Linked DNA regions of Mus musculus: region 2 is linked to region 1. Evidence: chromatin contacts called from public ChIA-PET data. All regions are on one chromosome and are shown on one strand. The core of a region is the stretch at or near the end of the contact, and the rest is flanking DNA. Distances in the headings are between cores, read along the strand shown.

Evidence for each region. ChIA-PET counts read pairs in DNA pulled down with a chosen protein or histone mark.
Region 2: a contact with region 1 is called in an RNA polymerase II ChIA-PET map of memory CD8 T cells, with 5 read pairs. The contact joins two enhancer-like sites. A contact is called at or near these places in 2 of 484 Hi-C or Micro-C datasets (embryonic stem cells and neutrophils), 2 of 115 datasets of contacts at active chromatin or transcription factors (embryonic stem cells and memory CD8 T cells) and 1 of 9 other capture datasets (adipose tissue).

The regions. Positions count from the first base shown.
Region 1 is chr8:121,789,188-121,794,353 of GRCm38.p6, forward strand. Jph3 (junctophilin 3) reads left to right here. Exons shown (of 5, transcript NM_020605.3): 5 at 212-1,896. The coding sequence ends at 292. Among named protein-coding and RNA genes, the nearest start is that of Klhdc4, 38 kb to the right of the region's middle. Within about 2 kb of position 3,119, at least 104 of the 459 cell types and tissues checked have an H3K27ac peak or open chromatin away from gene starts, as enhancers often do. A contact at or near this core is called in adipose tissue and memory CD8 T cells, where this site is marked.
Region 2 is chr8:121,571,316-121,576,481 of GRCm38.p6, forward strand. The region is part of intron 1 of Fbxo31 (F-box protein 31); the gene reads right to left. Among named protein-coding and RNA genes, the nearest start is that of Fbxo31, 4.9 kb to the right of the region's middle. Within about 2 kb of position 2,121, at least 112 of the 459 cell types and tissues checked have an H3K27ac peak or open chromatin away from gene starts, as enhancers often do. A contact at or near this core is called in adipose tissue and memory CD8 T cells, where this site is marked.

The DNA.
Region 1 (5,166 bases), core at 1,869-4,368:
AAGAGAGCAGCCTATGGGCAGCAAGCAGGTCTTTGAGCACAGGAGACTCCAGGTGACCCAGGTTAGAGCTTCCCACCAGGTTGAGGAAGACTCGTGTCGAGAGCCCTGAGGGCCAGCAGAGAGGGACTGCAGGAGGGGAGCCTCTCCATCAGGCACTGTGTGTACCGAGGCCCTGCACTGGCCTCACTCTCGCCTGTCCTCTCTGTTCCAGGGCTCAGCTCCCATCTTGGTCGTCATGGTGATCCTGCTCAACATTGGAGTCGCCATTTTGTTTATTAACTTTTTCATCTGACAAGATCGGTGTGACCACGGAAGCGATGATGTACAAAAGGGACGCTAAAAGCAAAACATGGAGGGGGCTCCATGACTCGGGACAGCCCCACGGCGCCTGTCCTTCCACAGAAGAACAACATGATTGGGTATCAATCACAGTTTGCCTTTTTTTCTGGGTAATGTTTTTTTGGATTTTAGCCAAAATTCTTTGCTTGTATAACACAATGCTGTGTGGCCTGGAAGGAGGAGGCCGGCATGCCACCCGTCCAGCTTGGTGTGAGCGGGTCCGGGCAAACCAGTGGCCAAAAGATCGGGACCTTCATGTTTCCCGCCAGGTGTGGAGGAAGGTGGCGCCTTGACCGGGGTGCCCGGCAAGCCGGGAGAGGGGGAGGGCAGCCAGGGAGTGCAGCTGTGTGAGTAGCTGGGAGTGTGGGCCCAGGCCCAGGGACAGGGTGTCCTGGCCTCTGTCTCCATGGAGTCTGTGCTGCGTACCTGTGGAGGGAGAGGAAAGCCCCTGCTCTTCTTCCCAGAAAAGACCATGATCCCTCTTCTTGGCACTGCCCCAAGGCTCTCCTAAGGAGGCCTCCTTCCCACACTGAGTCTTAAGGCAAAGTCTGTTCCCTGCTGTCCTCCGCTCACTCATTGTTGGCCCTGTCCAGCCATCCTCCCTCCAGACCCAGGGAGGCCATGCTGCAGACGTCCAGGGCTGACCCCGACCTGGCCGGGCACATCTGAGCCCTGATGCCAAGGGGGCTATGGCCCACATGCCCCGGACTGCCTGACAGCACGCCTGGGTTCTGTCTGAGCATGTGCCGTTCGTTTTGCACCTAGTATGCAGGATGTATATTCAGGCTTCCGTGTCCCTGGCAGTGGCGCCCCACGGAGGACGTCACCTCTCACTGACCTCCACGGGGTCTCACATCTTTGCACTGTGCCTGCCTCGACTTCCCCTAACAGATATGCATATTCCCTCCAGATGCCTCAGAGCTACTCCAGAGAGTCTGGTCCCGGGACAGGAATGTGGTTGAAGCCAGTGGCTAGAATGCCCTGGGCCCCGTTGCATACCCAGCACTCCCGGATGTCCAATGTAACTTGTTTCAGTCAAACAACAGGTTCCTCATGTCTCTGCCTTCTCTACCAGGGTTGTTCCCTCATCCAAACAAATGAATAAGGGATGCCAGCCCGCCTGGCCCCCGTGGCTCCGTCAGTCTCCTTGGGTGCGCCCGCCCGTCTGTCTTACGGACTCCGCCTTGCTTTGCTTGTGTTCTCTGCTACCTTTTGAGCAGATTTCTTTACTACAGTGCACTGGATTGCTATATTTTTAACCAGAAATAAACTACAGATTAGAGCATGTTCCAGCGACGCTCAGCTTTCTTGTTTCCGTTATCCACGCTGTTCCCTGTCCACCGCCTGTCCCTCCTCCTGGAGCTGGTTTGGATCCGGGGAGGTTGAAGGGAGAGTGAGGTTCAGCAGGTGACCCGATGCATTTCTGGTTTCTAAGGGGTTCCATCTTTTTTGTACAGCGTACTTTTCCCTTCACCTTTTTTTAATATCAAGTGGTTGCTGCAGATCTGGCGTGAACCAAATAAAGATTCCTGCTCTTTGCAGCCATGAGAGCCGTCCATACTGGGCTATGTGAATTGTATTTGTCTGCAGACGCGAGGGGCTCAGTGTGCATCCCAGAAGCTCCTTGCCCATCAGGGTACCTACTCACATCACCTGACACACTCACACAGCACAGCCCAAGTGTGCTTAAGGGGCATTGGCAGGGGACAGCGCCCACCCACTCACTTGCTATGAGTGATCTTACCATAGCCCAGAGTCTACAGCCTGGCATCCCGACCTGGCTGTAGTGTGCGGTAGAGTTGGTTCCAGGCAGGTGATGGAGACTAAGCACACTGGATCCTGAAGGATCCAACAGGCTGGCAGGCAGGGAAGGGGACACCTTGCTGCAGCCTGTGGCTACCGTTCTCCTGCCCCTGCAGAGCCTGCAGCATGCTGAGCAAGATGAGGATGGTAGCTGGCGGGGACAGGACAGTGTCACTCTGGCTCCTGGGCACACCACGTGTCATGAGTTTTAACTGAGATCCAGCCTAGCCTCAGAAGACACACTTTTTTCCAGGGTGAAGGGAAATCGTTCCTGACACCCAAGGCCCTTGGTGCCTGCAACATGGCTGTACAGCTGTTGAGCACTGAGTCCTGCACGTTGCAGACTCACTCTTGCACATATGGAGGGAGTCCCAAAGTCTCACACACACACACACACACACACACACACACACACCAGGCAGCAGCACAGAGCATCGGCTGACTGGTCATGATGGTGGTGGTGGTGGTCAGAAATTCCACAGCTACCACAACGCACGGGCCATGCACAGGATCTCAGGCAGCACGGACAGACTGTTTTCTATGACATCCTGACAGACACCTGAAAAAGGCTCCTCCACATCCACACTTATCCCAGGAACCACAGCCCATGGTCACTAGTGGCCAGGTTGGTACCCAGGGCAAGCAGAGGACAGCCACGTATCCCACTTCCAGAGTGTTCTTGCTCACTGGACAAACAGGTCCAGCTTAGACACCCTCAGGGAGACTGAAGACACTGCTGGGAGCCCAGAATGCTCAGATGCCCAGTGATGAACAGGAGACAAGAGATAGTTTGAGTTCGTGGTTACCCTCCAGAGATCTTCGAGGCAGTAACCCCTGCACAGACATCAGACACATCCTACCTTACATCTGTACAGCCCTGCTCCAAAGGCCGTGTGGCTGCTTATTCCATCCCCTCTGTGACGTTCTGTAAGAGAGGATGTGGGATGTTACATTCTCTTCCTGTTTAAGCTTAGCTTTACTGGCTCCTCCTGCTCGTGTCTTCCTCTAGAGAAGTCTCTGGCTGCGAAGCTGAGCACAAGTTCCTATTCCAGCATGTTTCCACATCGCGCAGTCAGCTGACAGCCACCCAGGCCACTTCCTGACACCCAACAGCCCTGTGCCACCACTTCACCACTACAGTGGGTGAGCATCCAGAAGGGGTTGTGAGCCCTTAGCTCTGCTGTCTCGCTAAGGTCCAGCTGCAGGCCAAACACACATCAGGACAACCAAGTGTCCCTGAATGCCAAGATTCATCTGTCCTATGCACCCTGCTGGCCTTGAAAGAAGAAAACATATAGCTGGCTTTGTTCAAACAGCTAAGCTGCATTCCAGTATGAATACTGGGAACATGGCCGCATGGCCCAAGCCTTCCCCTTCTGAGGAGCTAGACAAGGCCTGCCTGGCAGCATGTGTGTGAACAAGGGCGGCGGCAGAGTCCTCATGTGGAGGGCTGAGTGCTCTCCAGACTACAGTACATGCCACTCCCGGAGGCTGCTTTCTTATGCCTCCCCTAATATGGCCAGGGCCCAAGTGCATCCTGGGAGTCTGCTGTCTTAGCTCCTTCCCAAACCTCAGACTCACCATGACTACATAAGGGGGGAGGGGGTGCACTCCACAGAAGGTGGGCTGTGGGGGTGAGGACACAGGCCAAGTGTTTCCAAGGTTGCTAGAACAGGCAAGGCAGCCAGCCACCTCACAGCTACCTCACTTCTGGGATGGCCTTTTGCCTGTCTGCCCCAGACCACAGGTCAAGGTGCAAACACTTCCCACTCCATCACACAAACTCATCCTGGCCTTTGACCTTCCCCACCCAGCTGCACATAGGTCTCCGGTGGATGTTGGTCCCCCTCCTGTGTTGGCATGCCCGCTAGCATGCTTTCTGTCTGCCTTGAAGACCTTGTCTCAGTTCTGGTAAATGTCAGCCTACTGCCGGAGCTGTCTCTTCAAGGGTGATGTATGAGGCTGCTGAGGGTCCTGTGTCCTTAAGTCACAGCAGCGCCCCATCCCCCGACCCTCACTGCACTGTGCAGACGTGGAGATAAGTTTAAGTAAAGCCGTGGGGTACGGTTCAACCTTTCCCACCGAAGGGGTTCTACTCTCTCCCTCGGCCAACATCCACTCTATGTAGGGGTGTCCCCACCAACTTACCTCCAACAAAAGGCTCTTGCAGGCCATTCTGAGTCCATGAGGCAGATACTACCATACAGCGTGGGTAAGCAGTCACTGGATACAGGCTGAAGACTCAGGGCACAGCGGGTAGCATGACGTGGTGTACAGACAGCCCCATCACAAGGCCCAATGTCTGGCAAGTCCCTGTTGCTCGTTAAGACCCACAGCTTGCGCACTGCCCACTGGGAGCAGCCCTAGCTGCACGAGACCATGCAGCCATAGCCATCAGAACCTACAGCTGAGGATGGGAGCACAGATGACGCCCTCATCCTCAGGGGCTCTCTGGGCTGGAGTTCCTGGCTCTGCTGTTGCCTACAGGTTGGCCCTCTCTACCTCCCTCCCAGCAGGCCAATCCTGAATGTTCTAGATGGAGCCTGCTGCTTACACCATTCACTACCCCTGAAGGAAAGCCACCCAGATGACCCGAGGACTCCACTGCGCTTCCCGTGGCCAGGACACTGCTGTAGATGCCTTTGTGTAAACTGCATCAGCGGTCATCTGCTTTACCTTTCTCTCATCTTTTTCTTCTCTTGGTGCATGTAAACCACTCGTTAATGAGACTGACTGCTTTGCGGAAGAGGAGGGGCTGTCACCAGAGTTCCCTCCAGAGTGCTGGCTGCTCTTGCCTTGGGTCTCTTTAGTTGGAAACGGCTTGGTTCATCAAACACTGGCAACAAATCCTCTCTAATGAATGTAACTTTAAATCAGATTTCCCACCTGAAGCAAGGGAGACTTGGATTCCTCTGCTCCTTTACTTAATAAACGCATTTAAAACCTCAGGACGCCAGTCTCACTTCATTACCAACCACCTTCCTGAAGGCCCACCCCCCACTCCCTCCCAGGTGCAGGGTGGGT
Region 2 (5,166 bases), core at 871-3,370, 220 kb before region 1:
GCAGCACTTTCATAGACACGAGCAAAATGAGGAGGAGCTGCGGGGCAACACTGAACCCCAACACTGCCTGTGATGGTTTATATATGCTCAGCCCAGGGAGTGGCACTATTGGAAGGTGTGGCCCTGTAGGGGTAGGTGTGTCACTATGGGTGTGGTCTTTAAGACCCTCATCCTAGGGGTTAGAGAGATGGTTCAGTGGTTAAGAGCACTGACTGCTCTTCTGAAGGTCCGGAGTTCAAATCCCAGCAACCACATGGTGGCTCACAACCATCCGTAATGAGATCTGAAGCCCTCTTCTGGTGTGTCTGAAGTCAGCTACAGTGTACCTATATACATTTAAAAAAAAAAAAAAAGCTGCCTGGAAGCCATTCTTCTCTGAGCAGCCTTCAGATGAAGATGTAGAACTCTCAGCTCCTTCTGCACCATGCCTGCCTGGATGCTGCCATGCTCCCACCTTGATGATAATGGACTGAACCTCTGAACCTGTAAGCCAGCCCCAATTAACTCTTGTCTTTTATAACTCTTGGTCATGGAATCTGTTCATAGCAGTGACATGCTAACTGAGACACTCCCTCAGTTTGCAGGGACGACAAATGTACTTCAAGGATGAGCTGCCATCCCTGAGCTGAGCGCAGACACCCAAGGGAAACTGGATTTTAGAGATGAGCATGTGTGGGCCTTCTGGAAGCGTGGCCTTACAGTCAGCAAAGCCTTACCTCAGGCTGTGGTCCTCCTACCCCAGTCTCCTGAGTGTGGCGGCACACACCTTTGATTCCAGCACTCGGAAGGTGGGGGGTGGGGGGAGGTGGATCTCTGTAAGTTCAAGGCCAGCCTGGTCTACAGTCAATCTGTCAGGCATCTACTGCAGGGCTGCAGCCTCTGGACACAGACTTCTACCCAGTAAGGCCAGCCTGCAAGGCTGCTCCCTGCAGACGGTCTCATCTTGCAGTCACTGGGGACTTAGTGTCACTGTTCCCAAATGTCTCTCTCCCTTGATGTATATCCCAGAAGTCCCTCACAGACAGCAGAGTTGGCTCTGGGCACGGACAAGGGGCCAGCAAGAGAAACTGGACGCCCAAAAGGCCCTCAGGGGCAGATTCCTCATCCAGGCCATGAGCTCGATGCTGACAGATGAACTCACCAGCGACAGGGTGGACACTCAGGTCACCCCTCCATACACGGCTTCACTTCAAACACAGACGTCTGTCTGTTCAGGCACAGCACTGGACTCAGCCATTGCAGTGGCTGCAAGAAACACTTGTCTCCCCAAGCCCCTTTTTTAGATTCATTTATTTTAATATGTATGAAGTGTTCTGCCTACACATATGTCTATGCACCAAGAGTGTGTGTGGTGCCCATTGAGGCCAGAAAAGCATGTGGGGTCCCCCCCGAGACTGGAGCTACAGAAGATGGTGAGCCACCATGCGGGTGCTGGGAATCAGGCCTGGGTTCTCACCACTGCTCTTAGCTGCTAAGCCAGCTCTCGTTTCTTTTTTTAAAACATTTCTTTGTTTTTATTTCACGTTTATGAGCACTTGGCTTGCATGTATGCACGTGGTACACCGCGGAGGCCGGAAGAGGACACTGATCCCCTGGAGCTGGGCTGAGGGTGGGTTGTGCAGACCATGTGACTGAATGAACCCAGATCCTTCCTGCAGAGCTGCTGGTGCTCTAACCACTGAGCAGCCTCCCCATCCTGGACACTCAACCTTATAACAAAGCAAACCCAGAATAGCACTCCTAGAGAACATCAAGCTCCCGCACTGTCCATGAACACCTGAACATTCAGGGGCTGACAGACAGACCAGTCGAAATGCACGCACAGGTCAACATGACCTCTCAAGCAGCCAGCAGAAGGCGAGCAACCTTCATCTCCAGGACACAGTGTCAGGAAGCCCAGTCTACTCTCACAAGTAGCATGGGTCACCCCAGACACCTGCAGAGTGGGGGCCATGGTGGGCAGAGCCCCCATTCGTCTGCAGTCTCTGAGGAGGCTTTCCTGGGCCCTTCAGAGGTCATGGGACATGGGACACCAGTGCCAGGCTTATGAGTCCTGGCTAGCCTTTCCCTCGCCACTGGGGACAGCTGGACAGCTGCCAGAGGACAGTGACTCACAGTGGCCAGGCCCAGGAGTCTCCGAAGGGAGAGGGGGGTGTGTGGGCTTCAGACAGTCTGTGCTGCATGGCTGTGTTTACACTCTGCCCAGAAGGAAGACACACCCAGTTCTTCAGATGCCCTGTGGCTGTCTCTGAGAGCCAATCACCCAGCCCCACCCACTCCCTGTGGCAAGGCCAGCCTTCCCTTAAGCCTGCAGAGACAGACTCAAGCTCAGCAGTGAAGCAGCCTTAAAACAAAAAACAAAACAAAACAAAAACAAAAAAAAAAAAAAAAAAACCTAGTACAGCCTCTGCAGCCAAGTGAAAGGCCACACAGGTGGTATGTGGAAGTTAACTCTTAAATGCCTTATCTGTGTTGATGGTACACCCCTGTCATCCCACTTCAGAAGGGGTGGTTCGAATCCAGCTTGGGGTACCACATGAGGCCTGTCTCACAAAAAGTGAAACAGGTTTAAATCTGATGTACCCACCCAGCACCGCACCTCGGCGGTCAAGGCCAACTAGGACCACAAACCAAGAACCTGTCTCAAAAATAAATAAATAAATAAATAAAAGCTGGAAGTCAAGCCCAAAGCCCCATAGTAGCGTGCTCACCTACATCAGGTACAAAGATCTGGGTTTGATCCTTAAGCCACCACCCACCAACAAAAACCTGAAGCCAGGCATGGCGGCTCACATTTGTAATCTCAGCACCCAGGAAGCTGAGGCAGGAGGATTTGTCCAAGTTTGAGGACACCCTAGGCTACAGAGTGCATGGGATCTTGCCTCACAAGAAACCAACCAAGAACAAAAGCATAAAAATACATCAGCAGGCTGGAGAGATGGCTCAGTGGTTAAGAGCACTGACTGTTCTTCCAGAGGTCCCGAGTTCAATTCCCAGCACCCACATGGTGGCTCACAACCATCTGTAATGAGATCTGACATCCTCTTCTGATGTGTCTGAAGATAGCGACAATGGACTCACATAAAACAAATACATCTTAAAATAATAATAACACCCAAGAGCTGAACTGCTTCCCCAGGGAGGTGTGAGACTGGAAGGCGAGGGAGGAAACTCAACTCAGAGCCTTCGTTCCTCCAGGACGTGGACAGACCCTGTCCTTCTATTTCTCTAACAGTCTGTGTTTTCTGCTGTGCCCCTTCCACTGGTGGGCTCAACACATCCACTGGACATTAAATATCCCTAAACAGCATCTCCCAAGCTCAGCTACTTAACAAAGCAACAGCGTTCATCCTGACAGTCAAGCTGGGAACAGTGGGGGCATTATTAGCCTCTCCTCGCAGAGCAATCCCACAGTCGACTCCCAACCACACCACTGTAAAGGGTGGAACTACAGTGTCACTGCAGTCAGGACACTGCCTACGGGACTCCTGCAGGGTGGGATCCAGGGAGTGAACGCAGGGCATCAAGTTTGGCGCAGGGCATCAAGTTTGGCGGCAGGTGCTGTATTGACAGGGCCATCTTATCAGCCCCTGTATGAACAAACAGCTGAGAGGTCTCAACTCAGCAGCCCTGCACTGCTGTGAGGAAGCACACTTAGGCACGCGGCATCAGAACTGGCCAGCAGCAGACCTGGGTAGAGGCTGAACCACAGAGTCTGTCAGGCAAGGGCAGGTATTTGAGGTCCCCGCTCTTGCTGCTCTGGGGACTAGGATATATTTACAGCTCTTCCTTTCCTCGGGGCACAAACACAGTTGGTCGTTGGCCAAGGAGGTGATGCATTAAAAAAAAAAAAGTTTATGCCCAGGTGGCTGGGTGCTAGGTTCTGTCCCTCTCCTCTGGGGACGACATTACGATCCATGGCACAAGCCCCAGAGGCAGGGCAGAAGTGGCTGAACAGGAGGCAGCCTTTGACCTGCCCGGAGAAAGACATCCAGAAAGGATCCTATCACTGCTTGCTAAGCTGCCCCAAGTCACTATCCATCCTGAACCAGCAGAGCAGAGGGACCAAGGCAGCAACCATTCACGTCTCCATGGGGACGCAGGCCCTGAGGCATAGAATAGTCTAAATGCTGATAACACCATCCCAGGGTCCTAGTGACTTCCCAATCTGAGATCACCCTACCCGGTAGAAAGAATAGGTTTGCTTTTTCGTTTGTTTTCATTTTCAGTGGTACCGAGAGTGGACCCCAGGGAATCACTCCCATCCTCTCAGCTACACCCAGACTTTTTCACTTTTTACTCAGACAAGAGCTAACCCTGAATTCATTCTAGAGCCCAAGCCAGCCTTTAATTTCTCATCCCTCTGCCTCAGCTTTATGAAGCTGGATTACAAGCCTGGCCTCCGAGGCCCACTTACAAACTTTAAAAAGCACATGTTTGGTTGGCACCTTGATGGTCAGTCTTGGCCCAAGTCTCAGCAAGAATAAATCCCAGCAATAAATCCATAAACGCTTACACCAGCCTCACCTATTCCCCTGGGACACACCACAAACAGAGCCTACCCAACATCACAGCTCTGCCAGGAAACCACAGAGGCTGAGAGGATCCAGGCCCGCTCATGGGGAAAGGCTGTGTGCTGGGTTTTTTTTATATAAATCTACTTGATTTTGGAATCCAAGAAGATGCTCAGGGCCTCAGAGAAAGAAGAGCAAGACTGTGTCACACACAGCATTTCCCCAACTCCCCAGGAAGTTAAGCACAAAGAGACTGCCTCAAAGGGACCCACAAATCCCAGGCCCGCCAGCCAACCTGTCCCGGACCTCCATGGATTAGAGTACACCTTCCTGAATAGCCAGGTGGCCTGACATGGCTGTGACCCAGGGTGTGTGTGTGTGTTAAAAACAGAATGAAGAGTACAAAGCCAGCCTCCTCTACATTTGGAGATCTTGTCTCACAAAGGGCTGCCAGGTACCCTGTCATCATTGACCACGCTCAGCACTTTAGCATGCCAGACACCACCTGCGCACAAACATCCAAGGCCAGTAACTACCACAAGAGTTCAAAACCAAGTGAGAACAAAAGAAACACAAAACAGAAATCCCTTCCAGATGATCTGAATAAAACCCACAGACCAAAGGGGGAAATGCGGGGTAAGGGCGGAAGAGA